Regions from separate parts of the Oryctolagus cuniculus genome. Here region 1 is linked to region 2. A link is a contact called in public Hi-C data. All regions are on one chromosome and are shown on one strand. The core of a region is the stretch at or near the end of the contact, and the rest is flanking DNA. Distances in the headings are between cores, read along the strand shown.

The links. Hi-C and Micro-C count contacts between places; a contact is called where the count stands out from the background.
Region 1: a Hi-C map of an unstated tissue shows a contact between it and region 2, with 10 times the contacts expected there. The contact joins the enhancer-like site here to the promoter of SKIC3 in region 2. A contact is called at or near these places in 2 of 6 Hi-C or Micro-C datasets (psoas muscle and an unstated tissue).

The regions. Positions count from the first base shown.
Region 1 is chr14:19,304,906-19,311,247 of mOryCun1.1, forward strand. No RefSeq gene overlaps it. Among named protein-coding and RNA genes, the nearest start is that of CAST, 55 kb to the right of the region's middle. Within about 2 kb of position 2,261, at least 7 of the 8 cell types and tissues checked have an H3K27ac peak or open chromatin away from gene starts, as enhancers often do.
Region 2 is chr14:18,160,067-18,165,736 of mOryCun1.1, forward strand. SKIC3 (SKI3 subunit of superkiller complex) reads right to left here and starts at 3,106. Exons shown (of 42, transcript XM_008261957.4): 1 at 2,996-3,106. ARSK (arylsulfatase family member K) reads left to right here and starts at 3,205. Exons shown (of 7, transcript XM_070056478.1): 1 at 3,205-3,476. The coding sequence starts at 3,351.

The DNA.
Region 1 (6,342 bases), core at 1,011-3,510, 1.1 Mb after region 2:
CCATTTATGGCATGCTAGTGTCCTAAGATGTAGCTTAGTTGCTGCACCACAACTTGGGCCCCCAAAACTAACTGGTTTAAATTTTTAAATACCCTGTTGGAAAATTCCTCACACTTTTTTTTTAAAGATTTATTTATTTGGGGCTGGCACTGTGGCACAGTAGGTTAAGCCTCCACCTGCGACACTGACATCCCATATGGGCGCTGCTCTACTTCTGATCCAGCTTCCTGCTAATGTGTCCTAGGAAAGCAGTGGAAGATGGCCCAAGTGCTTGGGCCCTTGCACTCATGTGAGAGACCTGGAAGAAACTTCTGGCTCCTGGCTTCAGATAGGCCCAGCTCTGGCGGTTGTGGCTATTTGGGGAGTGAACCAGTGGATGGAAGACCTCTCTCTCTGTCTTTCCCTCTCTCTGTCTGTTACTCTGCCTCCCATGGTGCATAAAAGCAGGAAGTTGGAATTGGGAGAAGAGCCAGGATTCAGACCCATGTGCTCAATTATGGGATGTAGGCCTTCCACCCAATATCTTAATCAGTATGACAAAACACCTTTCCATAATCTTTTCTTCTTGTAAGGATTTCAGGCAGAGAGTATTAGGCTAATAATAAACTTAAAGATTTATTTATTTATCTGAAAGGCAGAGTTAGAGAGAAGGAAAGGCAGAGGCAGAGGCAGAGGCAGAGAGAGAGAGAGAGAGGTCTTCCATCCGATGGTTTACTTCCCTTATGGCCACAATGGCTAGGGCTGGGCCAGTCTGAAGCCAGGAGCCAGGAGCTTCTTCCAGGTCTCTCACATGGGTGCAAGGGCCCAGGGACTTGGGCCACCATCTTCCACTGCTTTCCCAGGTGCATAGCAGGGAGCTGGATTGGCAGTGGAACAGCCGAGACTTGAACTGAGGCTCATATGGGATGCCGCTGCTGCAGACCAAGGCTTAACCCTATATGCCACAGAGCCAGCCCCAATTCCTACTAAATGCCTCCAAGTTCATGGGACCAGTCTTCCAGAGTTAGAACAATCAGCTTGCTCGGCTAGGGTGTCTGGGCTCCCTAGGAAGAAACTAGCTGCAGTTGCTGGGGCAAAGGAGGTGCTGCGACCTCACCCCTGTGGGTTTTATGTTTGTTCACTTTACTGTCATGGTTTGGTCACAATCATAAGTACAGTTTTTGCAGGCTCATGACATCTCCCCCTCCCCTCCATGTAATTGATGCCACCAATCCATTCACCGTCGGTGGACAGCCGTAGTTCCCGCATCCAAGCTGTTTCATTGAAAGCATAAACTCCCGTATTGCAGCCTGTTGTTCAACGGCTAGACACTTAACCTAAGCAGAATGCTTACAGGGGAAATGCATTAAAATCCCCTCCAGCACCAAGTTAAGAATGCTGTTCGTCTATCCCTTAAGGAGATAGAGTCAGAATCCCTACAACCAGGCGGGAGAGTGCAAAGGGGAAGTCACAACTCCGCTCTGCCTGCTCCCTGCAAGCAGCAGGACAAATCTGTCTCTCTGATCTGGCTTCTCCCAGTGCACCTGTCACAACACAGCACCTCGGGCTGGAGCCTCCCTAAGGCCCCAGATGACCACGCCATTCCGAAGTCCCGGGTCAGGGCGTCGGTTCACCGCTTCTGCGGATGAGGGTTTGTTACGTTTCACTTCCAGCCCCAAACCAGGAAGTGCTTTTTAAGATGGGCCCAAGGCAAAAGCAATCCAGCCCCAGAAACAAAACCCGCCCGACTCCAGAAAGGCTGGGGGGGGGGGGGGGGAGGCTTGGATCGGAACCCACGGCCTCCTCCCCAAAAACGTCATGCAACTCTCCTAATTGCCAAAGAATGCCGAAGTCACAGACAGGCGCTCGCACCCACAGACCCGCTTGCTGTGTGTTCTGCTTCCTTATCGGGGCGGCCCAGGCCCTGGCCGGCGACATTTGGTAAACCAGGGCAGATTGCAGGAAAGGGGCCGAATCCGCCAGATTCCCCGGCGCGCACGGGCCACGCCCGGGCCGCCGTCCAGTTGCACCAGTGCGCGGCAGCCCCGGCGCGGTGGGGGAACCCTACAGCCCCCTCAGCGCCCTTCTCCAGACCCGCGGGTCCCGGAGGCTCCCAAGCGAGGACCCGGGCTGAGCGTCTAGGGCCGAGAGCCAGGGGACAGCTGCAGCGGGAGCCGCTGCCCGCACCGCGCAGGAAGGGGAGGGCCCTATAGGGAGAGGGGGGCCCGGCGCGGGCGCAGGGCTGGGTCGGAAAAGCTGCCTCACGGCCGCGCCCGCCGCACCCTCGGCCGCGCGCCCTGCCCTCGGCCGCCCGCCCGGACTCTGATACAGTCTCTGCCGCGCCTTCCCGGAGGCAGCGCCGCAGCCTCGCCATGTCCCAGCCGGGCCAGAAGCCCGCTGCTTCCCCGCGGCCCCGGCGCGCCGCGGCCAGGCACACCCAGGAGGTGAGTGACGCTGGCGACCGGGGGAACCCCCTGACCTGGGGCTCCCGCCTGGGCCCCCGCCGGGCCTGTCCTCCCGGGTGGGCCCGGCTGCGGGCCGGGAAGGGGCTCCGGCGGGCTCGGCGGCCGCCGCAGGGCAGGTGGCCGGAGATGGTTGGGCCTTCGCGGGCAGGGGCCAAGTGCGCTGGGCGTGGCGCAGGCCGGGTGTAGAGGGGTAGGGGCGCATGGAGAAAAGTTGGCTGGAGAGACTGGAGTGACGGGAGGGTGGGCACAGAGCGGGAATGAAGTTTATCGGGGTCCCCAGAGTGGGGTCGCGGCGCTGAGCTCGGGCTCTTGTCTTCGGTGCGCAGTAGGGCCGCAGGGCGCGGCTGCCCGGAGAAACGACACCGGAGGCGGGGCTGAGGCCAGGGGTGAGGCTCTGTGTAGGGGCGGGGACCCCACCGGCCCCGCCCCTAGGTGCCGCCCACCTGGCGCTCTGGGGAGCTGGTGGAGTCCAGCTCCAGCCGCACCCGCGCCAGGCACAGTGTCAGCCGGGCGCCCAGCAGCGCACCCCTCGCCTTCCCGGGCTTCCCCGTCGCGCCGCTCGGACCCTGCCGGTTGCAGCCATGGCGTTCGCGAGCTGGTGGTACCAGACGGTAAGTAGGCGCGCGTGCCTGGGCAGGACCGGGGAGGGAGTGTGTGCTCGCTCTGCCTGGAGCCTTCCGTGCTGCGGACGCGGCCGGGGTGGGGACCAGGTGCGGATCTGCGGCCGAGGCTCCCTCCTGCGGGCTGCTGCGCTCTCCTGTGCAGTGGAGCGGTCACTGTTGCTGGTGGAATCCCGGCCCCGGCGGCGGGGTCCTGGGTGAACGCGGCCGCGGGACGCTGCAGCTCGCGCGCAAGGTCTCTTTTTAATCTCTCAGGGACGCTCAGAACTTGGCGAGGATAGGCGGTTCCGTGCGTCTTCTCGAACGCCGAGGGAGGGAGGCCGCCGGATGGGGGCGCGTAGGAAGCCAGGAGCAGTAGGCAGGGCGTGGAGACTGGTGCTGAGAGGGAGGGGACGGGGTCCCGCTCTGCGCCTTGCTGGACTGCATGGGGGACACACACGCGCCTTTGGTGTCACGTCCTACCAATTAGGCACGATATCGGGTCAAGCCGGCACTTGTCATGCTTTGAAAGCAGGAAGCAAGGTGTCCCATTCGATTGCGTTCCCGAAAAGTATAGAGAGGTGTTACTACGCAGAGAGCGTTCCTATGGATGTCCCTTTGAGTTAAAAGTCAAGAGTCTCTCTGAGCGTCTGGTGTTGGCAGAAGCGGAGGTGTTGTGCTCAGATCCTGCGGAGTGGGGAGCCTGGCGTTGGGATCCGGAGGCGTGATCATCCAGCAGGCATTTACTGGACATCGGCGACGTGCCCGGCGGTGCACCAGTCCCCGGGTACCCGGCGGGCAGCAGGTGGCCGAGAGTCTGCCTCCTGGGACCTGTTTCCATGCTTGTGAAGTCAGAGTGAGGGGCACGCCGTGGGGACTGGGGAGGACTGGCTGGATTTCTACATCTGGATTCTGTGTGCATGGACTTCCAGGGACCCGGAATTCCACTTTGGCTTTTTGGTGAATGCTTCCTATTGCGTTGTCTTGGCTTTTTGAAGGTAGTGTTTTATAGATGTACCCAGAGCAGAAGTTTGCTTTGAGTCATTATTCCAGGGTTCTTATCTAAAGGCCCCACTGAGGCGTCTGCAAACACAGATGGCACTGGATCAGAGTTGAGAGTAGACCTCCCCTTCCAAACCCAGATCCTCTATACCGTTTGTGAGCAAACTTCAACTTTCCTAGGGCCGGCGCTGTGCCACAGCGGGTTAAAGCCCCAGCCTGGAGTACCAGCATCCCATATGGACATTGTTTGGGTCCCAGCTACTCCTCTTCTGATCCTGCTCTCTGCTATGGCCTGGGAAAGCAGTAGAATGGCCCAAGTGCTTGGGCCTCTACACCCACGTGGGAGACCCAGAAGAAGCTCCTGGCTTCAGATCAGCTCAGCTCTGGCCATTGCAGTCATTTGGGGAGTGAACCAGCAGATGGAAAACCTTTCTCTCTTTGGCTTTACCTGTCTCTGTAATTCTGTCTTTCAAATAAATAAAATAATTCTTTTAAAAAAAGCTTTAACATTCTCAAACCAGTGCTTTCTAAGAGACATTAAGAGCCATATACATGGGAACTTTAAATAGTGGAGAAGTGGGATTAAAACCTAGGTTTATTTTGGTGCATAAAAATTTGAAAGCCAGTGCGTAGTTTCTTTTTAATACACATTTTCCATGAACTTTTTGAAGACCATCTGTATGCATAGATTTCAAAATTTTTTGTACCAAAATATTTTAAAGTATTTATTTAAATGTCATTGAAAAGCAGAGAGACAGGGACAGATAGAGATCTCCCATCTCCTGGTTTGCTCCCCAAATTCCTTCGACAGCCAGCACTGGACTAGGCCAAAGCCAGCAGTTAGGAACTGAATTTGGGTCTCCCAGTGGGGTGGCAGGGACCTAACTACTTGAGCCATCACTGCTGCCTCCCAAGGTGCACACTAAAAGGAATCTGGAATTGGGAGCAGAGCCGGGACTCAAACCCACGCACTCTGATGTCAGATGCACACATCCCAATTGGCTAAATGAATATAATATATTATACATAATAATATAATAAAGATAATCCTAAACTTACCTTTAATTTTATTTTCCAGAAACATTTTGAAGTGTACTTGTATATGATGTAAGATGTCTAGTAAGCACTTTAACAAAAGCAAAAAGAAGCAGGTGAAATGAATGCCTATAATGTATTTTATTGTGTTATATTAATAGATACTGGGCCCTAGATATTATTTCAGCATCTATGTAAAACATTGAAATATTGTCCATGCACATTTTTCACTAATTCTTCACAATCCAGTATATATGTTACACTTTCCATACATCCTAATTCATACTTTCCACATGTCAGGTGTTCAGAAATCACAGTTGACAAGTGGATATGCTATTAGACAATATAACTCTGGACCATGGGTTCCTAACCTTAAAAAAAAAGTGACTTTATAATCATAGACCATGCCAAGAATCGAATAGAAGTTATGGATTATTTTCCCATAAAACACATACACACATGTACACAAATGCAGTTTCTCATATAGCTTCATAAAATCAGAGATTTCACTGAAGCCCACCCACAAATCCCCCAAAGTCTCCATGTATTATATGTATATATAGGTATACATCTATGTACATATGAAATATAACATACGTGTTATATACCTTCTATAAATACATGCATGTATGTGTGTGTAATGCATGCATGGAGATTTGTGCAGTGGCATGTGCATATATGTGTGTCTACAGAGCAGTATCCCTTGGGCCCTTCATATCCACGGTGTCCATATCCACAGAGTCAACCAAGTACACCTGAGAAATGCTTGAAAAACCACATCTGAACACGCACGGCCTTTTATCCTGGTCATTGTTGTCTAAGCAGTAGGGTGCAACCAGTGTTTACACAGCATTTCCCTTGTATCAGGGCTGGTAAGTCATCTAGAGAGTATTTAAAGTATATGGGATAAGATGTGAGTAGGCCATATGCAAATACACACCCTCTTACAATAGGTCCCTCAGCCTCTGCAGATTCTGATCCCCGCAGGGATTCTGGAACCAATCCCAGATGGATACCAGGGAATGTAACCACCTGGCCTGTCTTGGAACACTTCTGGTAAATCCTGCGATTAAGGGATCCTTAACAGGGTGCTTTGAATACTGCAAAAGGTTGCAGATGCCCTACCTTATAAAATGTAGGCAGACTACAATAAAACAATTAAGAGATGCCCCTGGGACGAGTTTCTTTCAGAGCATGCCACCTACAAAGCCAGTCAATGAGGCATTGCACTGTATGTCTCCACATTGACTGTTAGAAGATAA
Region 2 (5,670 bases), core at 1,856-4,355:
TATGTATGATGTTAGTGATCACCCAAGGCTCTTGACTTGAGCTGCCAAGGCTATGGAAGCCTTTTGAGTCCACAAATTACTTAATTTGCAGACTAACTATACCAAAGTGAACCATGTTCTAAGCCATATACAGAGTTACAAGCATGTATATAAAAAGTTTCCCACAATCAGGGAAATCGTTACAATAGTTAAGACACCCACAACCCACATCAGAGTGCTTAGGTTTGAATGTCAGCTCTTTTTTTTTTTTTTAAGATTTACTTATTTATTTGAAAGTCAGAGTTACAGAGAGAGAAAGAGACAGAGGGAGAGAGACAGGAGAGAGATATCTTCCATTTATTGGTTCACTCTCCAGATGGCTGCAACGGCCAGGACTGGGTCAGGTCGAAGCCAGGAGCCAGGTGCTTCTTCCAAATCTCCAATGTGAGGTCGACGCACTTGGGTCATCTTCTGCTGCTTTTCCCAAGACATATGCAGGGAGCCAGATAGGAAGTGGAGTAGCCAGGACATGAACCGGCACCCACATGGGATGCCAGCATTGCAGGCAGCAGCTTTACCCACTGTGCTACGACATCAGCCCCAAGTACCAGCAGGTCTTCTGGGTCCAGCTTCAAACAAATGTGCACTTTGGGAAGCAGGTGACGGCTCAAGTCCTTGGCTCCCTGCCAATACCATATTAGATGTGGATTGAGTTGCAGGCTCTTCACTTTGCTCTGACCCAGCCCTGGCTATTGTGGTCATCTGGGGAGTAAACCAGTAGAGGATGATCTCGTCTGTCTGTCTTGGGTGTCTATGTGTGTGTTTCTCTTTCTCTGCCTTTCAAATAAATTACAAGAAAAAAATTTTAGATATGTATATCACACAACTATATTAGTTTATAAACTAATGAAAACACAAAGTTTTTAAATATTAAAAATGTCATCAGGAGCCTGGCGCTGTGGCATAGCGGGTAAAGCTACCACCTGCATGCTGGCATCCCATATGAGCACCAGCTCGAGTCCTGGCTGCTCCACTTCCAATTCAGCTCTCTGCTGTGGCCTGGGAAAGCAGAAGATGGTCCAAGTGCTTGGGCCCCTGCACCCATGTGGGAGACCTGGAAGAAGCTCCAGGGTCCTGGCTTTGGATTGGACTAGCTCTGGCCATTGCAGCCATTTGGGGAGTGAACCATAAGATGGAGATCTCTCTCTCTCTCTTCCTCTCTCCCTGTCTCTCTGTCCTTCTACCTCTGTAACTCTGCCTTTCAAATAAATAAAAAAATATTTTATAACATGCTGTCGCTCCCCCTCTTCATGGAGGAACGACACTAAACCCTGCCTAGGCTTCATATCCGAGTCACGGCACCATTATGTCGCTCCCCCTCTTCGTGGAGGAACGACACAGGACCCTGCGCTGTTCTTTTGTCTGCTCGGCCCTCCCCGGGTTTGCTGCTGGTTCTTCCCGGGTTGGCTACCGTCCCTTCCACCTCCGTGGAAGGGCGGTTCCCCCTGGCCACTTTCCCCACTTCCGCGGGGGAGCGGCACACCACCGGCCGGCTCTCTCGGGGGCTGCACAGGTGTTCCTTCAGATAGATGTTCCCCTTAGATGTTCCTCTTAGATGTTCCTGGTGCATGTTGTCTCTCTCCTCCTTTATAGTCCTCCTCTGCCAATCCCAACTCGGCTGCCCACACGCTGAGTACGCTGCTCTCCTCCAATCAGGAGCAGGTCCTACAGTTTATTGGTTGAACTGGAGGCAGCTGTGTAGAAGTTGTTACTCCCTTCTCAGTGCCATATTGTGGGAGAGCAGATGTATAGAATAAGTCTTAATTCCAGTAACTTAGTCTAGTCCGAGTTGCTCCCCACAACATACCATCAGTAATTTAAATAGCCAGCAGCAATATTGACCCAATTGAACATCTACATCCCTGAAGTGGCTGGTATACAGCAGACACTCAGTAAATGCTTAGTATAAACGGCTTGTGAATGTTAAATAAGGTCTGTCCCTTGTTGCAATTTTTAAAAATTTCTTTGAAAAGCAGAGGCAGAAAGAGGAGAGATCGCCCATGTGCTGTTCATTCCCCAAAAGTCTGCAACAGCTGGGGCTCCGCCGGGCTGAAGTGAGAGCTGAGAACTCCATCCGGGTCTCCCACGCGCGTGCCAGGGACCCACGTACTCCAACTTTCACCCGGCGCCTCTGAGGGTGCACATTAGAAGGGCGCTGGAATGCGAAGTGGAGCCGAGACTTAAACCCGAGCACTTCCACATGGCTTGCAAGTGTCCCAAGCGGTATCTCCTAACCACTAGGCCAAATGACCGCCCCTAAAATTATTTCATGCAAAACAAACAGAAAACCCAAACTGGCAGTTACCAGCACTGAGTTGATTCTGTGTGTTCTAAATGGTGCAACTGCTCCTTCTCCTATCAGAACAGCACAAGGGCTAATGTGATGTGCAAACTGCATACCTGAAGCCATGATAATGAAATATGACTTTGGCTCCAGGTCAGCCACCTTCTTCTGGAACCCTCCAAAGGCGTTCTACACTCAAGAGGGAGCAGCGACTGTTCTGCGGCCAAACGGGGTGTTCTGACCCGAACACGTCACAAGGCCAACACCGCGTTCCTCCGACATCCCGTTCCGTCCTATTCCGTAGCTCGCCCGAGGCCAGGCACCCCCGCCCCAGGCTCCACTCGGCCGGGAACCCGCCCCTCGCCCCGCGAGGGCGCAAGAAACCCCCACCGCCCGGGCAAAGGCAGGCAACAAGATGAGACTGAAGGGCCTCGGAACAGCCACATCGCACCTGCGGCGGTGCAGCCAGAGGCCGCGCAGGGATCCGCCCCGCCCAACTTCAGTGACAGCCCCCCGCCGCCACCTCAGCATCGCCCAGTTCACGCTCTCGCCACGCTGCCACGCTCGCTCGGCGCGAACCCAGCAGCCCCAGCCTGCCGGCCCTCCTCTCAGCATCACTCCAACCACTTACAGGCTCCAACCTCTGCAAAAGCGACGAAGACCCGAACTCACCTGGGACAGATACAGCTGTTCTACAAACGCCGGGACCGGGGGCGGGAGGTGGGGTGGGGAGGAGAGCGCATGCGCATCTCCCAGGCCCTGTTCACATGACTGGAAGTGGGTGGGGTGGATGTAGTTCGCTCGGTATTTGATGAAAAGGCCTTACGCACCCGATCGGCGGCGGCGGGGAGTCCTCCCTTACGTACGTGCACGCTCTAAGCCTGACGGGAGTTGTGGTTCTGCGGCGGCCGCCGAGCTGTGTGTGGACGCCAGACTCTGAGAAGAGTTGGTGGTCCTCCCTGCCCTCCTCATTCTGAATTCGTCCGGAATTCCATAGAGAGAGGGCTGGCGGCCGGCGCTCGGCGCGATGCTGCTGCTGTGGGTGTCGGCGGTGGTAGCGTCGGCGCTGGCTGCTCCGGCCCCCGGGGCAGGTGGGCGGAGGCGGGGAGCGGTCGGAGCCCCTAACGTGGTGGTGGTCGTGAGCGACTCGTTCGTGAGTACCGGGAGGGCGAGGGGCGCCAGCAGGTCGGAGGAGCCCGCGGACGCGGTCACCGCGCTGCAAAGCACGCAGTAGCTTGAGACCCCGGGTCACGCGCGTGCACTACCCGCTCGCGAGAAGGAACGGAAAGCTAAGTTGATTCGGGTGCAGAGAACGTCCATGCCTAGTTTCTTCACAACATGTATTTTCCGTGGACTCGTTGGAGTTGGACAATTTTTTGCACCAAAACTAAACTTCCTTTTTATCTCGCTTTCCGCGAACTTTTTGAAGTACCGCCGTGTGTTTGCATACATATAAGACACACCCGGGTACCATCTTCGCAGATTGTTTTTCAATGCTATGCTCGACACAGTAAATTATTTTACTACTACCTAATGAACGTGCAAACCCCCCATTTGTTGCCCCTATGGAGAATATAACATTGAACATCTCCCTAAAATGTGGCCAGCATTCCAAAAGTCATTTGTTAGACCACCTGCAGTTTGAAGAAATTAACTTTATGATCAGGTATTTGATGATCCTACTAGTGCTGATTTTAAACGAGTTAGCTGATAGAATTGGACCCGTTCAGTCGTGTTCCAGAGAAATTGAATGTGTGTACACACAAGTTTGGGGAATCACAAACTTGAACAGTTTTTGGAACTTCCCTAATCCAAAGATGGTGATATCAACCTTACCTGATGCTTTTAGTATTATCCATGTTTTTTTTTTTTTTTTTAACATTTATTTATTTATTTGAAAGAGTTACAGAGAGGCAGAGGCAGAGAGAGGTCTTCCATCTGCTGGTTCACCCCCCAAATGACCGCAACGGCCAGAACACGGCCCAGAGCTGAGCTGATCAGAAGCCAGGAGCTTCCTCCCGGTCTTCCCACGTGGGTGCAGGAGCCCAAGCACTTGGGCCATCTTCTACTGCTTTCCTAGGCCATAGCAGAGAGCTGGATCAGAACTGGAGCGGCCAGGACTCAAACCGGTGCCCATATGGGATGGCAGCACTGCAGGCGGCGGCTGTACCGGCTGTGCCACAGCGCCGGCCCCAGTATTATCCGTGTTTTAATAAATGTTGGTTATTAATTATAATATTTAATTACATGGTTACATAGGTTGTTGATGTTACCCATGTCTTGCGCTAAAAGTCGGTTTTTGTTTGTTTTTATCTAATTGAAAGGCAGACAGAGGGAGTCTCCCATCTCCTGATTGACTCCCGCAAAGTCCCAGGACAGCTGGGCCAGGAGCCTAGAACTGGAGCCAGTTCTCCTGAAATGGCAGCAAGGCTCCAAGTGCTTGAACCATCATCACCTGAGGCCTCGCAGGGTGCCCATTAACAGGAAGCTGGCAGGAAGCAGAGCTGGGACTCCCACCTAGGCACTCAGATACGGGATGGGGCATCCCAAACAGAGCCTTAGCCACTGTACCAAATGCCTGCCCCGTGGAGAGGGGTTTTAATCCCTATGCTGGATCACCTGTCTCTTGATTAAAGTTACGTAGTCTGGATTTACCCATCAGATTTGTTGAAAATATTACTTAAGTAATTTTGTGATTATCTAAATGTGGAGAATGAGCAATGCTGGAAATTAACAAGATAGGGAGTGCCCTTGAACTAGAAGGGAAGTGAAATGAGCCTCGTTGTGCGGAAGTTAAGTTGTTTTCAGTGTATTCCTTATGGGCAGGTCTGCAGCCAGCGTGAGCCGACACAGCTGTTTCCAGCTGGGGTGAGCCGAGCAGCCAGTTGCGAGCTTGCTCAGAACGCGGCATGATCTGGCAAGGCAGACTCCTTCATTCCCAAGAGGAATATGGGTGGTACATCACAACCTCCTAGCAATTTCCAAAGAAAACCGAGATGTTTAGGTTTGTTAATTTTTTTAGAGTTGTATGAATGCATACATTTCTTGTACGTTTGTGTTTAAAGCTTTTGTATTCACTACTTGTTGAGATTCAGACTGTGCATCTTTGGCTGGTAGAAGCCCCTCGGGTTGCTCCCCATTGTGACCCCTCCCCAGTAGTAGCCAGCAGCTTGCTTCAGCAGAGTTCTGTGTCCACCTTGCATACTTCCTATCTCACCTGGTATTTAGAAACCCCATTCTGCAAATCAGGGTTTTTCTTGCTTCTAGATCCTTCCAGTGGGCATACTTAGAAAGCATACATGCTTTAGAGGAGAAAAATAGATCTACTGATAATTCCATTTCCACCC